Regions from separate parts of the Triticum aestivum genome. Here region 1 is linked to region 2. Evidence: chromatin contacts called from public Hi-C data. All regions are on one chromosome and are shown on one strand. Each heading gives the region's core, a stretch centred on a gene start, on an enhancer-like site or on the middle of the called end of the contact. The rest is flanking DNA. Distances are from core to core; before and after follow the strand shown.

Region 1 (5,187 bases), core at 2,614-5,113, 660 kb before region 2:
TTAGTGATAAAGTAAAGCAATTACATGGCGTTTGTATTTCATACAATAAAGCGACAACCATAAGGCTCCTGCCAGTTGCCGATAACTTCTACAAAACATGATCATCTCATACAACAATGTATATCACATCATGTCTTGACCAGATCACATCACAACATGCCCTGCAAAAACAAGTTAGACGTCCTCTAGTTTGTTTTTGCAAGTTTTATGTGGCTGCTACGGGCTTCTAGCAAAAACCGTTCTTACCTACGGCACAAAACCACAATGGTGATTTATCAAGTTTGCTGTTTTAACCTTCAACTAGGACCGGCGCAGTCAAATTTAATTTAACTAAAGTTGGAGAAACAGACACCCGCCAGTCATCTTTATGCAAAACTAGTTGCATGTCTGTCAGTGGAACCGGTCTCATGAACGCGGTCATGTAAGGTTGGTCCGGACCGCTTCATCCAACAATATCGCCGAATCGATATAAGACATTGGTGGTAAGAAGTATGACGATCACCATCCACAACTCTTTGTGTTCTACTCATGCATATCATCTACGCATAGACCTGGCTCGGATGCCACTGCTGGGAAACGCAACATGCAATTTCCAAAAAAATCCTATGCTCACGCTAGATCTATCTAGGAGATGCATAGCAACGAGAGGGGAAGAGTGTGTCCACGTACCCTCGTAGACCGAAAGCGGAAGCGTTTGCTTAACGTGGTTGATGTAGTCGAACGTCTTCTCATTCCGACTGACCGAGTACCGAAGGTACGACACCTTCGAGTTCTGCACACGTTCAGTGCGATGACGTCCCTCAAGCTCTTGATCCAGCAGAGGGTCCAGGAAGTAGATGAGTTCTGTTAGCACGACGGCGTGGTGATGGTGATGGTGATGTGATCCGCGTAGGGCTTCGCCTAAGCACCGCGAGAATATGACCAGAGGCGTAAACTATGGAGGGGTGGCGCCGCACACGGCTTTGAACAATCGATGTGTGTTGTTGGGCCCCCCATGTATATAAAGGAGGGAGGGAGAGGAGGCCGGTCCTAGGCGCGCCCCAAGTAGGAGGAGTCCTACTTGGGGTCCTAGTTGGATTCGGCCCCCCTTCCTTTTACCAGAGGGGAAAGGGGGGAGGAGGGAGATGGGGAGAAGGAAAGGAGGGCGCCGCCCCCTTCCCTAGTCCAATTAGGTCTCCTCCCTGGTGGGGGGCACGCCACCCCTTCGTGGGCTGGTGTGCCTTCCTCCTATGGCCCATATGGCCCATATCTTCCCCCCCCGGGGGGGGGGGGGGTCGGTAACCCCCCCGGTACTCCGATATGTACCCGATACATTCCGGAACACTTCCGGTGTCTAAATACTACCTTCCAATATATCAATCTTTACCTCTCGACCATTTCGAGACTCCTCTCATGTCTGTGATCTCATTCGGGACTCCGAACAACATTCGGTCACCAAAACACATAACTCATGTAATACAAATCGTCATTGAATGTTAAGCGTGCGGAACCTATGGGTTCGAGAACTATGTAGACATGACCGAGACACCTCTCCGGTCAATAACCAATAGCGGAACCTGGATGCTCACATTGGCTCCCACATATTCTACGAAGATCTTTATCGGTAGAACCGCTATGACAACATATGTTATTCGCTTTGTCATCGGTATGTTACTTGCCCGAGATTTGATTGTAGGTATCTTCATACCTAGTTCCATCTCGTTACCGGCAAGTCTCTTTACTCGTTCCGTAATGCATCATTCCGCAACTAACTCATTAGTCACATTGCTTGCAAGGCTTCATATGATGTGCATTACCGAGAGGGCCCAGAGATACCTCTCCGATACTCGGGGGGACAAATCCTAATCTCGATCTATGCCAACCCAACAAACACCTTCGAAGATACTTGTAGAGCATCTTTATAATCACCCAGTTACGTTGTGGCGTTTGATAACACACAAGGCATTCCTCCGGTGTCCGGGAGTTGCATAATCTCATAGTCGGAGGAATATGTATTTGACATGAAAAAAGCAGTAGCAATAAAACTGAACGATCATTATGCTAAGCTAACGGATGGGTCTTGTCCATCACACCATTCTCCTAATGATGTGATCTCGTTCATCAAATGACAACACATATCCATGGCTAGGAAACTTAACCATCTTTGATTAACGAGCTAGTCTAGTAGAGGCATACTAGGGACACGATGTTTTGTCTATGTATTCACACATGTATCAAGTTTCCGGTTAATACAATTCTATCATGAACAATAAACATTTATCATGAATAAGGAAATATAAAATAACAACTTTATTATTGCCTCTAGGGCATATTTCCTTCACCCCTAATCCATGACTCCCTCAACGAGGAAAGAGTATACCACTGGGCTCATCGATCCCCGCCTCTGCTTCACGAAAGTGGAGTAGGCACCCTTCCCCTCCGGCTGAAGCACCCCCTTTGCCACTCCGATGAGCGGCGTAGCCGAACATAGGGAAGATATTGGGGAAGAATATACCGGGGCTCATCGAGCCCCGCATCGGCTTTACGAAAGCGGAGCAGGTACCCTTCCCCTCTGGTTGAAGTACCCCTTTGCCACTCCGACGAGCGACGCAACCGGACATAGGGAAGAGAGCGGGCTGCCGGACATGGGGAAGACAAAGATATCCGTCGTGGTCGGCCGTAGACTAGTGTACCCATGTCGTGGGAATGGAGCTCCGTACGACCGACATGCATATAGTTTTACCTTTTCAGTTAAAATACGTCCAAAATATAAATGTTTTCGTCCGCTTTGTATGAAATCCGCCATGTTTGCACGAATTTCAGTCGGTTGGTTCAAAAAGTTATTGAAATGCAATGCGGCCAACATTGGATAGCGGACTCCAACATCATATCTATGGACTGATTCCCCTGTTTGCAGACAGATGCCGGAGAAAATTTATGAGTCAGCGTTGGAGATACACTAACATGGCATTTTACATCTGTCGTGTTACTTTTTGTGACAATTTTGCTCATGCGGTAAAACCTACAGACTACTTCCGTCCTTCGGAGCCGACGATGGCCGGTAAACAAGAGCGCATCGCCATCGGCGCTGCATCCGCTTCATTGCCGGTGGAGCTCGCCGGATCCGAGGAAGACGGGTCACTACAAGACAGCACGGAACTTACCCATCCCCCTGATACACGAACGCGAGCAAACACGGCGGCAGGAGCCCGGCAGAGGCGCCGACACGAATCCGGCAACCGCGGAGGGCCCGGCCCATTTCCACTCCTGGCGAAACAACACGAACGTCCACGTGCCCGAGTCGGTTTCACCCCGGCCCTCCCTCCACTTTCAGTCAGAAACCCACGGGTGTCCATGTCAAAGAGAAAAAAAAAACCACGGGTGGGACCGACGAGGATCGCTACCAGCCAGCGGGCGCCCCACACGCCAGCGACACGCGGTCGTGGCGCATCTGTGGCCGTTGCCGTGCCGTCCTCCCCCGCCCCGCCTTGCACGGCGCGTCGCAGCCCGATCCCACCCGAACCCCCACCCACCCACCCCATCACCGCCCGGGGCCCGCCCCGTCCGGATCCGGACGTCAGTGGCACACCAGCGACCTCGAGCCAGGCGCGCGCGGCCCAGACCACTTGTCCGAGTCCACCCACCACATACACGTCAGCGCCCGCAGGAATCGCTACGGCCACCCCGACCCCGCCCACCGCGAGTCAACAGTGACCCACCGCTCAGCGACACCCGGCGGGCGGAGCGCGACCGCACGTAGCAGCAGCACAGGCGGCGCAGGCCTCGCTCATGCGGCGCCCCGCACTGCGCAGGGGATCTTCGTGCGCGGTTGGCGGAAATGCCGGAAATGCCCCTGCCTCTTTCCTCTCTCTCCCTCCCTCGCCCCCCGCATCCGCTCTTCTCTTTCTCTTCCTCATCTCCGTCTGTGCGTGCCGTGCTCCACATAACCATCTCTCTCCTCCAAATCTGCCCCCAAATCGCCATTTCCTTCTCTCTCCCCTTCGCCACCATCGCCACCGCCTCGCCGTAGATCGAGACCGACGCCCGTTCTCGGACCGGACACCCCCGAATCCCCAAATTCCCGATCAAATCTCCCCGCGGCCGGAGCCGATTCGATCGAATTCGAACCCCGATCCGCGGCCCCCGGGCAGGCGTTGCGTCGGAATCGGCCGAATTCGGGTGATCCGGAGGCGCATGGAGGGAGGCCCCGCGGATCCGAGCTAGGGTTACCGCCGGTGCCTGCGGCAGCGGTGATCTGGTGATGGTGCAGCGCGGCGCCGGGAGGACTCGGCCAGGAGGGATCGGCGGCTGGGAAGATGCGCGGCTATGCATGGGCGGCGCCAAGGCTGCGGTGAGGGGTGCGGCGACCGGCGTCCTTTCGTCCGGCACATGTGGCCGGCAACTCGCGTAGAGGCAGCTCCACCACCGGCAAAGGGACCAGCCTCCCCTCCTCCTCCTCCCCGCTCGTCTCTTCCACCGCTCCGGACGACCTCTTATCCACCCGCACCGACGACTCCCCCGGCGGCACCCCACAAGCAGGAGGCCGCCGATTCACCCCGTCCGCCCTCAGCAGACTCCTTCCTAAAGGTGCCTCATACTTTGGTGGATATATCACTTTGGGATTTGCTAAGCTCCGCCAGATTTAGACCAAATTCAGTTTGCTGCTCAAGTCATCAGATGGCTATCATTTCTGCTTCCAAAACTTAATCTATGGAAAGTAACTAGAATTTGTTGCCTGGTTGAGAGGTTACCGTAGTCTCGGGTTGCTGCCATGCTCCTGGCTGAGTTTACATATACATCATCTGTGCCGGCTGGTTGTGCGTTTGGTGATAATGGCCTAGCTATCTTCTAAATGGTGCAACGAGATTTTTTTTTGTATGGTTGGAGTTTGGCACCTCATTGTGAGAATTCTGGCACTCCACATGTAAAGGCGTGTCGAAGATGTCGCGTTGTTGCTTGCATGATAAGAATTGTTTGGAGCGTGTCGTTGGTCTATTGGATGGTGAAGCTATACAATTCGAAGGTGTTTACGTATGGTGCAAGTCGTGTCGTGTTCATGACTTCATTAAGATAACGTATTTTGCCAACTGTTTCTATATCCCTGGTTGCTTTATTTTTGTTTGCTAATCTAATACAAGGTGGCAATAAGGAATTATCTTCCATTTAAACAAGGAAAATAGGAGAAATGAAGAAAACAAACCTCAGACT
Region 2 (4,707 bases), core at 1,030-3,529:
AGGCGCCATGCCCCCACTTTCCCCACTAAACGCGACGTAACCGCTCCCGCACGCACGCAAGTTTTAAAATCACGGATTTTCCGCCGCAAACCGATCCGACTGATCATACCCGATTTCTTTCCCAAGAATCACTCTTCGGTCCGCCGAGCGCCCTCGAAGGGTCACTATCCACTAGGATGCACAATCAAAACTGACTGAAGTAAACTTCAGGACTGCAATGGGATGAGCTCAACGCTCCTCTACAGATTAACTTGGCCCTTCTTCCAGGCTCCAACGCGTGAGTCTCATAAACTTGGACTCGAAGATGGCATGCGTTGGCGTTCCTTTGGATAATGAGTGTCATTTCTCCGTAAAGTCAGCCCACACGCCGGCATTGTCGCTCGAGTTTCATGGCACGTCCACACTTGGATCACTAGTCCATCTCTTCTCAGAGACATACGAGTGCCACCAAGTTTTACCCAGTAGTCAACATGACCCGACCAGTCGAGAAACTCTAGTCCAGAACCCGTTGTGGTTTCGCTCAGTTCACGATAGGCTGACACTTGGCAACGGATTCTGAGCACTTCCGTAGCACTCGACCCTAGTCAAGAGTTCAGCTAATTCGTCCTACGAAACCTCAACCGATTTGGGGGCTAATTATGGGATCACCTACTAAGGGTAAGGTCAAGGACCTGACATCCTGGGCCTGCCTAGGATGTCCCACACCATCATTGTAAGGTTCTTGAAGCATAGGTGCATTTGGATGCCCATTTCTGAATATCCACTCGGATGAAGTCCATCCATTCGAATGGAGAGATCTCACTCGGATGTTCAACCGCCAGTCGGCCAAGCTTGCCAACATTCGAACATGGAAGGCGAACGGGTCGCACGACCTGCAACATTCAAGGAGCTAACGCTAGGCTTCAAGTGTAGTTATGGCAGCAGTTACGAGTAACGCCTACAATAATTCCCTCTTTCATCTCTCTTTTAACGTAGCCTTAATGGGAGCGAGACGTAGGGCTTTTACCTCTCCATGAGGGGCCTGAACTCGTAAAATCCAAGTGTCACACCTATGTCGTAGCTAGGATCAACCCTTATTTGTACCCCTAGTACTCACTGTGAGATTCATTGCCTCAAGCACTTATCCCCCATCCCTATAGTCAGAGGCGGAGGATGAAAAAAATTAAGGTGGGGCGGAATCTTAAGCAAAGTTTTTTCGATGCAAACAGTCAATACACACTAACAATGCACAAATGAAATTTTCCGTGCTCAACTTCCACGGAATTTACTTGATCCCGATTCGAGTTGGCATGTGCCGAAACATTAACACTTCTGTGCGTGCTTGGATTCGAGTTGCTGCCACTACCAAGTACATCGATTTTTTTGTCAAATCCGCAATTCACAACACCAAATTACCACTGAAAGACTGAAATCACTACAATTGCATGATATAAATTGTTCAATTTCACAAAGATATACCTCTTCCTCCCCCTTTAAATTGGCTTTGCTAGCCTCTTTCCTTTTTCTCTCCATTCTCCGCTGATGACAAACGCGACCAAACACTGCACCGGTCGACGGTCGTGATGGACGTGAAGCTCGCTGCGACGCTGCCCAGAGCCCCAGAGGACCGATGATGTCCCGTGCTGCTATGTGGTTGCGCCGTCGCTCCTTGACGCAACCCGCTAGCCCCCACCCCCAGCCGTCGCTCCCTGCAGAAGTGGCTCCCTGGGCGGTGCGCCCGGCGCGGCAACGCCCGACCATCTGCTTGGTCGACACCGCCCCCCTTCGTCAAACGTCTCGTCCTCATGGCCAGCCGCCGCCGCCGTGCTAGGTTTGGCCGAGTGCCTGAGTGTTAGGTTTGGCGTGTGCGTTTCGTTTCGATCTGGCTCGTGAACGACGTGTGCGAAACGATGCACCTCCTGTCCTCTGTGTGATCAACTCCGACGCTTGCTTTCGCTTCACAACCTTGGACCGGATTCGCCAGCAGGAGTTGCGGAACACATTTATTAAAAATAAAAAATGGGCCGACCGGTGAACTGCCGACTGTCCGGCAGCCGGCCAACCGAGACTTGCCGCATCTGTAAGAGTATCATGGGCGCTGCAACACGTCGACACCGCTTCCCCCGCTAACAAGTCAAAACAGTGGCCCACCCGCAGCGACTGCGGCAGGCAGGTCAGAGAGCGTGAGCCAGCCGCACCGAGCAACGCATGCGCCGAACGTAATAAACTGTCAGAAATGCCCCTGCTCCCCCGTCCCCTCCCACTCCACCCAGCAGCACAAGCCCGCATCCCAATCCCCCATCCCATCTCTCCCCTCGACCTCGCGCGCCGTCTCTGCCGCGATCCCTCACCCCTCACTCCGCCCCAAATCGCCGTTTTTTTCTCCCCCACCCCGCCTCGGATCGCGCCCGAACCCCCCTCGCCCGCCCCGCCCCGCGCCCCCGCCCCTCCGACCCCACCCCCAAACCCCCAATTCTCGCGCCGGCCCTGCGCGCAATCGGACCGGATTCCGGCTCGAATTCGACCGCGCCGAGGCCCGCCGTCTCCGGCGTGCGTCTCTCCTCCACAGGCGCGGGTTCGGCGCGGGCTCGGGCGGCCCGGACGGAGCCCCCGCGGATCTAGGGTTTCGGAGCTAGCTAGGGTTTACCGCCGGCGGTGGCGATCCGGTGATGGTGCGGCGCGGCGCCGGCAGCCGGCGAGGAGGGGTCGATGCGGGGCCATGCGCGGCGGTGAGCGGCTTCTCGTTCGGCACATGTGGCCGGCAGCTCGCGTAGAGGCAGCAGCTCCAGCATCGGCGCACGGACCTTCTCCTCCCACTCCTTCCGGCTCGTGTGCCCTTCCACCGCTGACAGCCTCCCACCCACCGGTGCCGACGACTCCCCCAGCCACGCCGCGGAAGCAGCAGCAGCAGGTCGTCCGTTCTCCCCGGCCGGTGTCACCTGACTTCTTCGTAAAGGTGCCTCATCTGATGGGAATACGCTTTGGAATTTGCCACTATCGTAATTGTTGTTCTGCTTCTGCTTGAAAATTTTCATCTATATGCTGTAACTGGAGATTGCTTTGCTCGCTTAAGGAAACCATGTGTTGGTAAAACAGGTTCGCCCAAAAGCTCAAGGGGAAGTCGATCAATATATTTCAATACTCTGCCTCTCAGATTGTAGGCCATAACTATTTTATCCATAGTGCATCCACGAGACTTCTTGTCTCGGATACTTAGTGAATTGAATTCACCAACCATTTCACCCAAAGGCTCAAGCTGAGGGGGGAAGGCGGTCAATATAATTCTGCAATATCGTAATTGTTGTCCTGCTTCTGCTTGAAAATTGTCATCTGTATACTGTAACTAGACTGCTGCCTCTTGGACCTAGGGAATTAGAGATAGTGGTCTCCAACATGTAAGGAAATCATGTGCTGTCTAAACTTGAGTTGCATCTATTTGAATGGCATGCACTGATCATTCCACCCAAAAGTTTGAGCTGAGGGGGAAAGCTGGTCAATATATTTCGACACTCCCATCAGGTCTAGGCTCTTTTATACCTTAACTTGGGACCTATGTGGCCTGCAGGTCTTGATCTTGAGACCTTTTTGTCTCTGATGCTGTATTGAATTGCACGCACTGGCCAGTTCACCCAAAAGCTCAAGCTGATTGGAAAGCTGGTTATTTGAACAGTGTGCTAGCACGAGGTGCTAACATGCTAAGAGCTGCGTCGGCGTGCATGTTAAAACTTACTTTGAGCATATAATTTGCTGTTGGTATGGGAAGTGATAAAATGCTGTTTAAGGCATTTTAGAAACATTACGTTGGTTATTGGTGTGGATGTACGGGTTTCATGGTAAGCCATGCATTGCTTATGCTGGATTGCCACAAAGATGTGGTTTACCTTCTGTTTGCACATCTTTAATTATTGTTTGTTTTGCTGATGCATTACATACTAGGAAATTCCTAAACAGTTGCTGATTATTGAGCTTATATTCCAAAGTAGGAAAAAAAGAAGAAAAAAAGGAGACCAGACCTAAAACGTGGGTATATTGAAATCTCCTTCTGCTGTTTACTCTGGCTGTTGTGCTCCGTGATGCATTATAAGTTTATAATTTTCTTTTTTAGAAAAAAGTTTTTCTAGGTTTGTATATGCTGGTTATTGTTGCAGATCGACAAGTCTGGCAAAAAAGAACTCACTTGCCCAAGCTGTACAGATAGGACATTTTACTTGCTGGCCGTCTTCCAACTGTTTGTTGGGTCCATCACTTAATGTTCATTAGCTTCGTCTGAATTACTATAAATGTTATTACACCTCACTTATGAGGAAATAATCTAAATCATGGTGTTGCTGTGGTCTATTGTGAAATAACATCCAGAAAATATAACAGAGGTCGTAATGGTGTGATTAGATCTTGAACAGGGTCTATGCTTTCTGATCTCGCCAAAGGATATTTTCGCTGTTCTACAGATTTACACCAAGAAGATAGCTTGATTAGGTAGAGATTTTGTGGTTTAGCAGCTTGGATATGCCAAATTGCTGTTTTTTTCCGAGATAATTCTTATTTGGCCCTTTCCTAAAATGTTCTTCCTGATTTGGCCCAAAAAATCATTTCCTACCTAATAATATGACACTAGGTTCTCTATATGACATTTTCGTCCATTTTGCCCACTAGCAATGTTAAGTGAGTAAGTGAAAAGACATTTTTGCCCCTCATGTAGATAGCTCAAGTAAATGTGCAGTTCTCTGA

Evidence for each region. Hi-C and Micro-C count contacts between places; a contact is called where the count stands out from the background.
Region 1: a contact with region 2 is called in a Hi-C map of leaf, with 4 times the contacts expected there. The contact joins the promoter of LOC123138257 here to the promoter of LOC123138254 in region 2. A contact is called at or near these places in 2 of 5 Hi-C or Micro-C datasets (both in leaf).

What each region holds. Positions count from the first base shown.
Region 1 is chr6B:604,352,001-604,357,187 of IWGSC CS RefSeq v2.1, reverse strand. LOC123138257 reads left to right here and starts at 3,863. Exons shown (of 5, transcript XM_044558198.1): 1 at 3,863-4,566. The coding sequence starts at 4,306.
Region 2 is chr6B:603,692,475-603,697,181 of IWGSC CS RefSeq v2.1, reverse strand. LOC123138254 reads left to right here and starts at 2,279. Exons shown (of 4, transcript XM_044558195.1): 1 at 2,279-2,935. The coding sequence starts at 2,699.